4 separate regions of the Mus musculus genome follow, and regions 1, 3 and 4 are each linked to region 2. The links are chromatin contacts, called in public promoter capture Hi-C maps. All regions are on one chromosome and are shown on one strand. The core of a region is the stretch at or near the end of the contact, and the rest is flanking DNA. Distances in the headings are between cores, read along the strand shown.

Evidence for each region. Promoter capture Hi-C pulls out the DNA fragments that hold promoters and counts their contacts.
Region 1: a promoter capture Hi-C map of hippocampal neurons shows a contact between it and region 2, with 4 times the contacts expected there. The contact joins the promoter of Zfp367 here to the promoter of Zfp712 in region 2. A contact is called at or near these places in 2 of 39 promoter capture datasets (cranial neural crest and hippocampal neurons).
Region 3: a promoter capture Hi-C map of pre-B cells shows a contact between it and region 2, with 2.9 times the contacts expected there. The contact joins the promoter of A530095I07Rik here to the promoter of Zfp712 in region 2. A contact is called at or near these places in 2 of 39 promoter capture datasets (maxillary cranial neural crest and pre-B cells) and 1 of 115 datasets of contacts at active chromatin or transcription factors (large pre-B cells).
Region 4: a contact with region 2 is called in a promoter capture Hi-C map of liver, with 2.8 times the contacts expected there. The contact joins the enhancer-like site here to the promoter of Zfp712 in region 2.

Annotation. Positions count from the first base shown.
Region 1 is chr13:64,151,901-64,154,600 of GRCm38.p6, forward strand. It overlaps Zfp367 (zinc finger protein 367), which reads right to left and starts at 1,299. Exons shown (of 5, transcript NM_175494.5): 1 at 700-1,299. The coding sequence starts at 1,089.
Region 2 is chr13:67,059,860-67,062,559 of GRCm38.p6, forward strand. Zfp712 (zinc finger protein 712) reads right to left here and starts at 1,311. Exons shown (of 4, transcript NM_001166218.1): 1 at 1,204-1,311. The coding sequence starts at 1,209.
Region 3 is chr13:69,542,718-69,545,417 of GRCm38.p6, forward strand. It overlaps A530095I07Rik (a long non-coding RNA gene), which reads right to left and starts at 1,352. Exons shown (of 2, transcript XR_001780994.2): 1 at 862-1,352; 2 at 677-730.
Region 4 is chr13:69,623,273-69,625,972 of GRCm38.p6, forward strand. It overlaps Nsun2 (NOL1/NOP2/Sun domain family member 2), which reads left to right. Exons shown (of 19, transcript NM_145354.5): 9 at 1-21. Among named protein-coding and RNA genes, the nearest start is that of Nsun2, 13 kb to the left of the region's middle. Within about 2 kb of position 1,424, at least 15 of the 459 cell types and tissues checked have an H3K27ac peak or open chromatin away from gene starts, as enhancers often do. A contact at or near this core is called in liver, where this site is marked.

The DNA.
Region 1 (2,700 bases), core at 49-2,548, 2.9 Mb before region 2:
CTGGCAGTCAACCAACAACAGAAAACTGCATATTTATCTTGCAATACCATGTATTCGACACACAGATTTACCGATACCTTCCTGAGCTCTGATGAATGTCCAGTATTAAGTCTAGCCCCATAAACACACTCCCGGTTCCTTCCGAGCACAGTCACCGTGTGCCAACACTCCCACTAGCTAGCTATACATACGATTTTCATGAAGACGCTTTAACAAACTCCCTAACCCTCAGCTGCTCCGGATGTAAAGGGTATAGTAGGGCATGGTGTCGCTAGCCTTGAATTCCAGCACTCGGAAAGTAGAACTCTGAGAGTCCCAGGCAGGCCAGGGATACAGTGCGATACTTGGCCCCCGCCCCAATGTGGGCTGGAGCCAAATGCTCACATCCTTCCTTCCCACATCTAAGCAGGCCGAGGCCGCGAGGTTACAAGCACAGCAGTGCAAGGCATCTGGACACAGCGAGCCTCCCCCTCATCACCCCGCTGCACCTGCTGCCCTCAGACCGGCCTTCGCGCCGCACCCGTCACATGACCACCTTGCCCCCAAAGGTCCGGTTTTGGCGCGCGGCAGTGACGTCAGCGTCCTGTCAGCCACCGCCCCCGCCACCCCGCTTTTCCTCTCCGGCCCCGCCCCGCTGGCGAGCGGCGCCGTTAACGGGCCCCAGGCCGCCCCGCGCCCGGGGCCGCCCGAGCCACTCACCTTGAGGTGGCCGCTGTCTGGGCTGCTCGCCTCCTCCTCGTCCTCCCCGCCCGACACGGCGGCCACGGAGGCGGAGGACTGAGGCGCACCCCGCAGCGTCGGGAGTTCAGCCGCCACGGGCAGTCCGGCTGAAACGACGCCGCCCGCCGCCCCCGGGCTGAGCGTCACGTTATGCGCGTTCTCACCCCAGCGCCACGGGTACACCATGAAGTCGCTGAAGCCGGGGCTAGTGGGGACGAGCGGCGGCGGCGGCTCGGGCTCCCCCACGCTGCTGCACGGAGGCGTTGCCGGCGTGGTCCTGATGACCGATACCAGTACGCGCTTCGGGGAGTCGTGGCAGAAGACGACCGGCGGCGGCTCCGCCATGGGTGCCGGGGCGCCGCGGATCATGCTGGCTCGTCTGCAGCCCTCGCGCTCTCGGCGGCCCGAGCTTGCCTTGCTCGCCCGCGCTGCTACGTCTCGGCGCCTCACAGCCGCCGGCTCATGGCAGGCGGCTCCGGGCGATCAGGCTGCAGCAGCGTTGCTGACAGGAAAACGGGACGCGAGGCGCCGAGTCCCCGAGAATAACAACCTGCCGCCGCGGTCCCCGCTTCGGCTTTTCCCGCGTTACATTTCGCGCCTGGGCGGAACCAGTCACCGCGAGGACCCTGCGGCTGGCCACCGCGACGAGTGACAGGTCGCGAGAGCCAATAGCCGGGTCCAGGCTGTGTTCCGTCCGGAGGGGGCGGAACCAATTCGAGCGCGGGTCCTTACTGCCACGTCATTGGCCGCCGCTCTCATACTTTTTTGTCTGGAGGGCCAACTGCGTTCGAAAGTCTGTAGGAGCGCGCGTCTTGTCCTGACACACCCGTCGGGAGCCCCACCCTGGCCGGATGACTCCTGCGAAGGTGGGGAGGGGGAAAGAGGCTGTTGATTGGAGGAGCTGCGGGAAAGGGGCGTGGTGGTGGGCGGGGCGAGCATGCTGGGTCCCTCCCCCACCAGAAGAAGAGGGGGTGTAAAGAGGGTAGGAGTCTGGAGAAGTTGCAGTGGAGAGGGCCCTCCCCATCGCCCCACCCAATCCGCCCCCTCCCGCGCGCAGCCAGTTTAAAGGGCTGAGGCCGCGCCCGTCCCACCCCACCCCACCCACGGCTGCTCAAGGCGCCAGCAAAGCACCACTTCTTTTTGGGCGTTGGGGGGTTGTTGTTGGTTTTGTTTTGTTTTTCGAGACAGGGTTTCTCTGCATAGCCCTAGCTGCCCTGGAACTCACTTTGTAGACCAAGCTGGCCTCGAACTCAGAAATCCACCTGCCTTTGCCTCCCAAGTGCTGGGATTAAAGGCATGAGCCACCACCGCCCGGCTTGTTTTTGTTTTGAGACAGGGTCTCTATAGAGTCCTGGCTGCCCTGTAACTCCCTATGTAGGGACCAGGAGGGCCTCGAAGTCAGAGATCCCATTCGCCCCCCCCCCTCCATACACACACACACCCAGTACTGGGACTAAAGACGTGAGTCACCACTCCTGCCTAAGGGCATGGGTTCTTAATGTGAGTCCCGTGACCAGCCCTGCTACGGTTCCCGGACTATTGGTTCTTGCTGCCAGGCTCGGGACCGCGGTGGGACGCATGAGCAACCATTCGCACAGTAGTCAGCTCCCGGTCGTACTTGCTTGCAGTGTTTCCCAGGCAGTCTGATGGTGGTAGCAGTTCAAAGATTTTTTAAAAATCTCTTTAGAGGCTAAAGGATAGAACTGGCAACTGGAGCTCATTTGCTTGCTGCGTTTCCCAGGCAGCCTGTTCCTAGTAGAGACTCCATAAAGATTTTTATATCTGAATGAGTATCCAGTGGTTAAGCGATAGAACCGGTAACTAAACTCCATCAAATACAAAGCTATGCCTAAATTAATTTAGGCACCAGAGTGTTGTTTTAGAGAAAACTGCCTAAATTAACAAATCAAAGCAGCCAATAGTGTGACCTTATTTTTAGCCACATCTTTATTTTGGGTAAATAAACTATACCTAGCAAGA
Region 2 (2,700 bases), core at 61-2,560:
ACAACACTCAAACTCACTATAAATGGAACATGGCATGGTGTCTTGATCAATATTTAGCAAAGCATCCTTCACTGATATTTATAAATTAAAATAAATATATGAGCATCTCCAAATTTCTTTTCTACATCTCATATGTTGTTTATATACCCAGTGAAATTCTGCCATTTCCTAAGCAAATTAGTAATTAGATCCTGTCTTAACCAATAAGTTATGGCTTAATAGTCATCTGAAAGAATAGAGAAGGTTTAAGGGGCAAGTCACAAAGGAAAGAACAAAGTGACAGATGGCCATCTTCCTAGGGCACAGAGGAGTAAAGAGGAGGAGAAGTCAGGAGGAACGGAAGTTAACGTCACTATCAGCTACACAGAACACTTCAGGGCAGCCTGGACTACACAAGAAACTGACTCAAAATCCCAATACAAACACAAAAGGATGGCAATAGGAAGGGGGAAAAGGTAGCTATGGTTACCAGCATAACACACAAATAACGTCAGTCAAAACTTCAACAGGGAAAGGGGAGGGGTTCACAAGGCCCCACCCTTAGCTAAGGATCGGTTGGAATTCATGACCACTGAAAAAGAGATTCGTTTTGTTTGTTTGTTTGTTTGTTTATTTTGCTTGGAGGTGTGGCCAGTGAGCGTCCACGTTCTAGGGGATGTCCTGTGCGCCCTCCCTTCCCCGCCCCATACACACAGGTATGCACACTAGAGCAATACTAAGTGGACTCAGTGGGTTATAAAACAAAAACAAAACCACCAGGACAGGAAATTGGGAGTGGAGCATTTTGGGAGATACCTGGTACTGTTGAAGTAGGGGACAGTAGGGGTGGATTTGATCGGACTGCATTGTATATACATCTATTAAATTCCGGATAACAGAAGCCATCGAGACAGTGTCAGCTAAGGGCATGCTTCCACACCTCAGGCACAAGCTGACAGCAGATGCACCCTGCCAGGCACCCTTCTCCATTCCTAGGCTACCGAGCCAGCTCTCCTGCCCCAGAAGTGCAGGACAGAACAGGGCAACGGCACCTTAAAAGAGAGGCCACTCCCAGCTCCATCCCTCCTCCAGCGTTAACCAGCACCGGAATGGACAAGCCTAGGTCACCACAGTACCTCCCATTCAACTTCTTCCCGCCTCCCTCCAAGGCGGACCCGCCCACCCCGCAACGTCCCTCTGGCTGCGCTACATCCTGGGACCAACCTCCATGCCAGAGATGCTACCAGAGCGCGCACAGGACCCGACACTGGCCCAACTTTGGAGAAGACCGCCAGAGAGGGAGACACACACAGGCGCAGAAGAAACACGGAAGCGCCCTTCCCAGAGTCCCTGTTTGTGACGTCGCCGCGGACGAGACTACATTTCCCACAATTCTCTGCGAGCGAGTTTCACAAAGCCGTGGTAGGTGATTTGAAACGTTCCCAAGTTACTGTCAGGCTGTTTGCCAAAGAGAATGGGTAGAAACAAGCCACTTCTGAAGGTGGATAGCCACGGGGAGTCAGGGTACCGCGTTTAAATTTTCAAAATGAGTATGGGTTGAACCTTTGACAGCATTGTTTATTATGTGTACTGGATACTTTGGGTCCATATATTGTGATTTTAAAACTCAACCTGCTTCCTACAAAATGTTTCGTTTTTGTTTTTGTTTTGCTTTGCTTTGGTTTGGTTTGTTTTTCCAGACAGGGTTTCTCTGTATAGCTCTGGCTGTCCTGGAACTCACTCTACAAACCAGGCTGGCCTCTAACTCAGAAATCCTCCTGCCTCTGCCTCCCAAGTGCTGGGATTAAAGGTGTGCGCCACCACTGCCCAGCTGTGTTTGTTTGTTTGTTTTTGTTTTGTTTTTAAAAAAGATTTATTATTATATGTAAGTACACTGTAGCTGTCCTCAAACACACCAGAAGAGGGAGTCAGGTCTCATTATGGATGGTTGTAAGCCACCATGTGGTTGCTGGTATTTGAACTCAGGACCCTCGGAAGAGCAGCTAGTGCTCTTAACCTCTGAGCTATCTCACCCACCCCAAAATGTTTCACATCACAAGGCAAACATGGATTAAAAAAATGAGCTAATATTTTGAGAAGACAATTCTTAAAATGAGAAATGAAAACAGACAATGAACATGTGAAAAAGTGTTGGTCCAAATAACTGGAACTTCAAACTAAAGATGATTGTATAGAAGCAAGTGTGGTTTTACATGTTGAAAATCCCAGATGTTGGTTACTGGAGATAGGAATAGGAGTCCGAGGTCACCTATAGACATATAGAAAGTTTGAAACATGTTTGGTATACATGACTCCCCACTCAAAAACAAAACAGATTCAGAAAATGAGATCACAGAATGTATATGCTTTGAGTAAACTTGCATACTAAAGTGTTACATGTACCTTTTGCTACCCCACCTAAGCTCTGGGAACAGGCAGTGCTATCAGCCCCTCACCTAGAGAATACTGGATCTTTGGATAAAAAACACAGACACACAAAGCAGTTAATCTTAAAATGTCTTTGCTAACTCAATGACAGGGCATTGCTAAATCTCAAACTCAAACTGTTCTAGAATTCAATTGTGGGGCAATGGGCTATGCACAGAGACAGCCTGGTCTCCAGTCGAACTTAGTTAGGTCTTGAACCCCGGTGGGACCCGGTGGGTGGTAATTTTCACCTACATGGGACAGAAGGCATTCGATCATGTCTCCTGGACCCCT
Region 3 (2,700 bases), core at 102-2,601, 2.5 Mb after region 2:
ATGGGTTTCATGACGGCTGGAGGTCGTTCTCCTGATTTACGGTACACAAGGAAATCAGGAAATGCCCCCTACATGGGAGGCACCCTGAGCTAGTGGACATGATGGCTGCCACTGAGCACAGTTGCCAGGCCAGGCCTCAAAGTGAGTACATGCGGGAAGACTCACAATTAGTGGGTGGCATCAGGCGAGCTGCTTGCTGAAGTGGGCGTGGACTGGGGGAGCAACCTGGGAGAACAAAAGGGGTTCGGGATCAGTGCCTTTGTCTTCACGAATTAGCCATGTGGCATTTCAACCCTCTGAAGTTTTTAAGTCCGAGACCTGTGTCATAACTTTTCAAGGTTCTATTTAGTAAAATATGAGGGCCCTACTACACTGGGGAACTGGCTCAGCCCCACTAAGGCCTAAAAATAGCAAGTTTACAGACCTGCAGATTCTTTCCTCATGACAGCAAAGCCTGGCTCGGCCCGCTGGCTGCCGGGGAGCCACACGCCCCCCCCCCCCCCCAACTCCAGACAGACCGAGGCTGGGCTCAAAGCCTTGCCTGCAGGGATATTCCAGGGGACATCGAATGCCTCCAAAGCTTGGCTGTCACTAGCAATCTCATTAGCATAGGCATGGGCTGCAGGTTGCTGACAGGTCTCCTTCCTTCTGGATTTTTCTTCTGAATTTCACCTTCTTTTTAAACTTGAGTCATTGAACTGATGGCGGCCAGAGCCTCACAGCACAGTTCCTGTGAGAGAATACAGAGCAAGCAGATTGAACATGTGCAGTGCCCACAGCAATCTGAGTCTTCAAGAATGGTCAGTTTTGTTCATTTTGGGGCTGCCCTCACAGACACTCATTGGGGAAATGTCATCTTACCTCCAGCAGAGAAATGGCAGGGGACAGTGTTTAGGCAAACTCCCCTGAGAGCAGTGGGCTGCTGCCGCCACTCCTATGCCTTGAGTTGGCACTGAGGGGGCATCTGCGCTTTCAGGAGTGTGTCGGTCCCACAGAGGAACTCTGGGCCTCGCCGGGTGTGCGCTCTGCCCTGCAGCAGTAGTCCAAGATCTTGATAGTCCAGGCAGGTGTCCAAGATGACAAATTCTCCACAAAAAGGACTGAGGTTGGTTGCGGCTACCCTGGGCCATCCGCTCTCCTCCAGCCCCTCCTCCATACACACTAGAGAAGGATATGGGCTGGGTGTTGGGGTAGCGCCCCGTGAAGTAGGGGATCCTCGGCTTTCTAGAGGGTAGCCAGTGTGTTTGACAAAGCAACGGCATGCTTTGAAATCCCTGCTCTGTACTGTTATGTGCCTTGATAAATTGACTTTTGCTCATTTCTGCTGTAGAGAACAGCACCCCCACCCCCACCCCCACCCCCACCCCCTCTGGTCTTGCCGGCTGACCAGAAAACATGACACGGAATGCTGGCTCACTCAGTCCACGTCCCCACATTCAGGTTCGGAGGGCAGATTAGCAGCCTTCCTCAGTCTCATGGCAACGATGGTCAAGTGAAGGCCTCGCTAATGCCACAGGGATGAGGTGTTGTCACCTCACTTCCCGTCTCATGGATGGCAGCGAGCTTGGGGAAGCACTGTGAACTTTATGACGGGGGCTGTATGATGTGATCCTCCGGCAGAGATCAAGAAGCGGCAGCGGGAAGCGCTCTCCTCCATGTACAGAACTTCCTCAGGTGCTGCGTCCCTGTGGCTGGCTGTCTCTCCGCTGACCTAATCCACAAACAGGGTTCCAAGCTGGCATTTGCCTGATTCTTCTTGCCTCAATCTGGCCATCTTTAAAAACAGCCCTTAACAAGTCTGTGGCTTTTTAATCATAAAAGGATCTAAAACTAACGGATGTTCTGACCCTAAGTTGTCTAGAAACAAGGAAAGAGGATCAAGACTCAAAATCTCATATTGTCTTTGTGGGTTACTATCTTATCTTAGATAAATTCATCCTTCCACGACTTTTTAAAGGTTTATTTATTTACTTATTTATTTTATGTATATGAGTACACTGTAGCTGTCTTCAGCCACCAGAAGAGGGTATCAGATCCCATTACAGATGGTTGTGAGCTTGCATGTTGTTGCTGGGAATTGAACTCAGGACCTCTGGAAGAGTAGTCAGTGCCCTTAACCACTGAGCCATCTCTCCAGCCCCTTCTGTGACTTATTATTCAGGGCATTAGCCCATGTTGTTTTGCCATGAGGTGGGTGCTGATATCCAGCAAGGGAGGGCAGGAATCCGCCCCCTGTGACACTTTACCTCAGAAAGCCAGATGAGGACTCAGATCTGACATTTCCAGTGGTCTTTAACACCAAGCCTGTGTCTGCGAGCTCACACAAAGCAAACACCACAGAGCAGGTATTCACAGCTATACTGACTTTCCACACTGTCTCTAGGGTGGGCAGTGAAGAGACTGGGAGCCAGCTCAGGTTCTCACCAAATTCTCTGTCACAGGAGTTTCTAAACAATGGCAGTACAGAAGCCCCCTGTTGGCACGGGCTGTCATTGCACCATGTACGGACACTGCATCCTTTCAGAGTGGCTTTGTTCTTGCACAGCCACTTCCTCACTGTCCATGGTCCAGAATCTGACTACAATCCTTCCTAGGATTTCTCTGTTCAGGTTCCACCCTCTCCTCCTCTGTGGATGCCTCTCCAGTGTGCACACATGCCATTACCTCTCTGGTACACTACCACACCCACCCTGATTCCCC
Region 4 (2,700 bases), core at 174-2,673, 2.6 Mb after region 2:
CTCTGCTAGAGAAGAGTGAAGGTGAGCATGTGTGCAGCCAGTTCTTAAGAGTGCACAGTGAGCAGGCAGCTGCGGGAGGGAGGGCGGGGGTTCACCATTTGCATGCATGTTTAACCCAATGCCTGTAACTCTTTAAAGTGAGATGTACTTTAAAAAAAAAAGGGCTTCTGAGATGTGATTGACTTAGTCTGTGAATTACTTGGAACCTGAAAGCTTAGGGACAAAGCTGTGCTCATTTTTCTCTAATAACAAAATGACTATTTGTAACTATGCCAGACCCTTATACATTGATTGTGTAAGAGTTTAATGGGGTAGAATAATCCCCCCCCCCCCCCCCCCCAGCATCTTGCCTGTGAGTGTTCAGCGCAGGATGCTTGGCTAATTGATGCTGTGAAGCTTTCACTATGGTCCTCAGTTCCTCATCCTGCGAGACTGACCTTGAAGCTCTGTGTCTCCTGCTGCCACCATTCAGCTTTTGTCTCTGGAATTGTGACTCTAGGTCACTCTAGGTTACTGCCTTGTTTGCAGCAGTGCAAGTTTCTGTCAGGGTTTTATTCCATGTGTAAGCTGAGCGTTACCCAGCTGTCTGTACAGTTCCTCAGTGGGTGGGCACTTGTGACCTCCTGTGAACCTGGGGCTGTGAATGTGAACGTGGTGTTAAGGTTTCTTGGCCTGCTTTCCACGCTTTGGGATGTGCATCTGGAAGGGGAGTCTTCCTGTGTTAAGGATTTACCAGGCTGATCTTTGCAGTGATGTCAGTCGGTTCCAGTTTCACAAGGTCCCAGTTTCAACATGTTCTTGGCTGACCTGTACTTGTTAGTACCCGTCCCACTGCTGTAAAGTCTTAGACACTGAGTTACACTGAGACATCAGACAGGCAGCATTTTCTAACAGTATAGCATTTTCACAATGCTTTTAAAGTGCTTCACTTTCAGCCTTTTGCTGAAGAGTTAGCTTTCCACCATTAACTTAACCTGTATTGGAGGTTTTAAAAAGTTGTCAGTAGGTGTTTTCCATGTTTTGATAACACAGTCCACCAGAGTGCCATCCTCACAAGCATGATGGAAGTTAAATATAATATGGAAAGTTCACTCACATTTCCTGTGGCTCAGCACCCACCACCTGCCATGGGTGCATTAGGTGTGCCTCAGCCCTGGCTGGCCTGGGCTGTGCAGTCAGCCCTCAGCTGGGTCCTTTGGGTTGACATTTGATATGCTATATTCGATTCTTACACTTTAGCTTTAATAAAGATGAGATTTTGGAACAATTATTTTGCACGAGGAGAAGGAAATTATCATGATGTCATAGCCACAGGCACTCTCTGCCAAGTGATAAGAATTGAACTTGACCAGATTTATGCCTGTGTTAGCTGACATTCAGGGATGGGAGGATTCTGATAGCTGGAAGGATGGCGTAGTCCCACAGCTCTGAAAAGCAGGCAGTGTACTTAGCATTGGCAGCCAGTTCCTATCACTGAAGCCAACTAGAGGACTTGTGCTGTCAATATCAGGGAGAGGGAGGCAGAGGGGCTGAGTTAAGCCCAGCTTGAGGCTCACAGGAGTCCCTTTTTCAAAAGCCTAGCTTGAGGAAGAAGTTCAGTGACAGTCCTTGACTGCCCTGAACAGTAGCTGGGGTCGACCCTTAGCAGAGCCCTCTGAAGGTAGTTGGAGTTGTAGGAGTTGAGGGAGTCTCTCTCTCTCTCTCTCTCTCTCTCTCCCTCTCTCTCTCTCTCTCTCTCTCTCGTGGTGCTTTTTATTGATATAAAACATGGCTCAGGTTTCTTGGTGAGCAGTTCCCTTGACTAGAATAGTGTTAATGCCGGTAAACTCACCTGAAACACAGGCTTAATGGTGACAGGAGCTATCCTTCTGTATCAGGCCTGGCATTTAGTCTTAGTCACAAGCTTTAAACAGAAAATGGAGCAACAAAAAGTGCATAGAGTACTTAGGTGCGGGGAAATCAGGGACTACCAGATGCTCAGAGCTGACACGCTGCAATTGAGAACTGGAGGAAAGATGGCTCACAGCCATGGAAGCTGAAGAAGGGGTGAGCTCCTTCCTGACTTGGGAAGAGTTTTGCTCCTTGATGCAGCCAGTGGCCCAGTGCTGGAAAGAACTGGTGTCTACACTTCGTGCTTGCTTTGAAGGAGGGAGAATCTTTTATTTATTTATTTATCTATTTATTTGTGGTTTTTTCGAGACAGGGTTTCTCTGTGTAGCCTTGGCTGTCCTGGAACTCACTCTGTAGACCAGGCTGGCTTCTAACTCAGAAATCCGACTGCCTCTGCCTCCCAAGTGCCGTGATTAAAGGCGTGCACCACCGCGCCCGGCCAGGAGGGAGATTGTTAAGAGCAGAGCAGAGCGTCTATGGACGGCTCCCTAGCAAGGGTGCCTTTGGGGCCTTTTGACTTGCTTACAGCTACTTGCTTTCCCTTCACCTCTCCAAGGGGCTTGGATGGTTTCCTCAAGTCTGTTTTGGTAGCTGGTCAATGCTAACTGGTGACTCCACTGTACAGCTTCCTACCATGTCACTGTTGTAGACCACCGGACTAGAACATGTTCACAGCTGCCCTGGAAATCTTTTATAATTGAACATAATTTCTGGGGTGTTTGTTAGACCAAAAGGTATGAAGACACAGTTCACCTAATCAATGTGTGTGTAGAGCGTACCTGGCTCTGAATCCCAGCTGTGGGGCAGTAA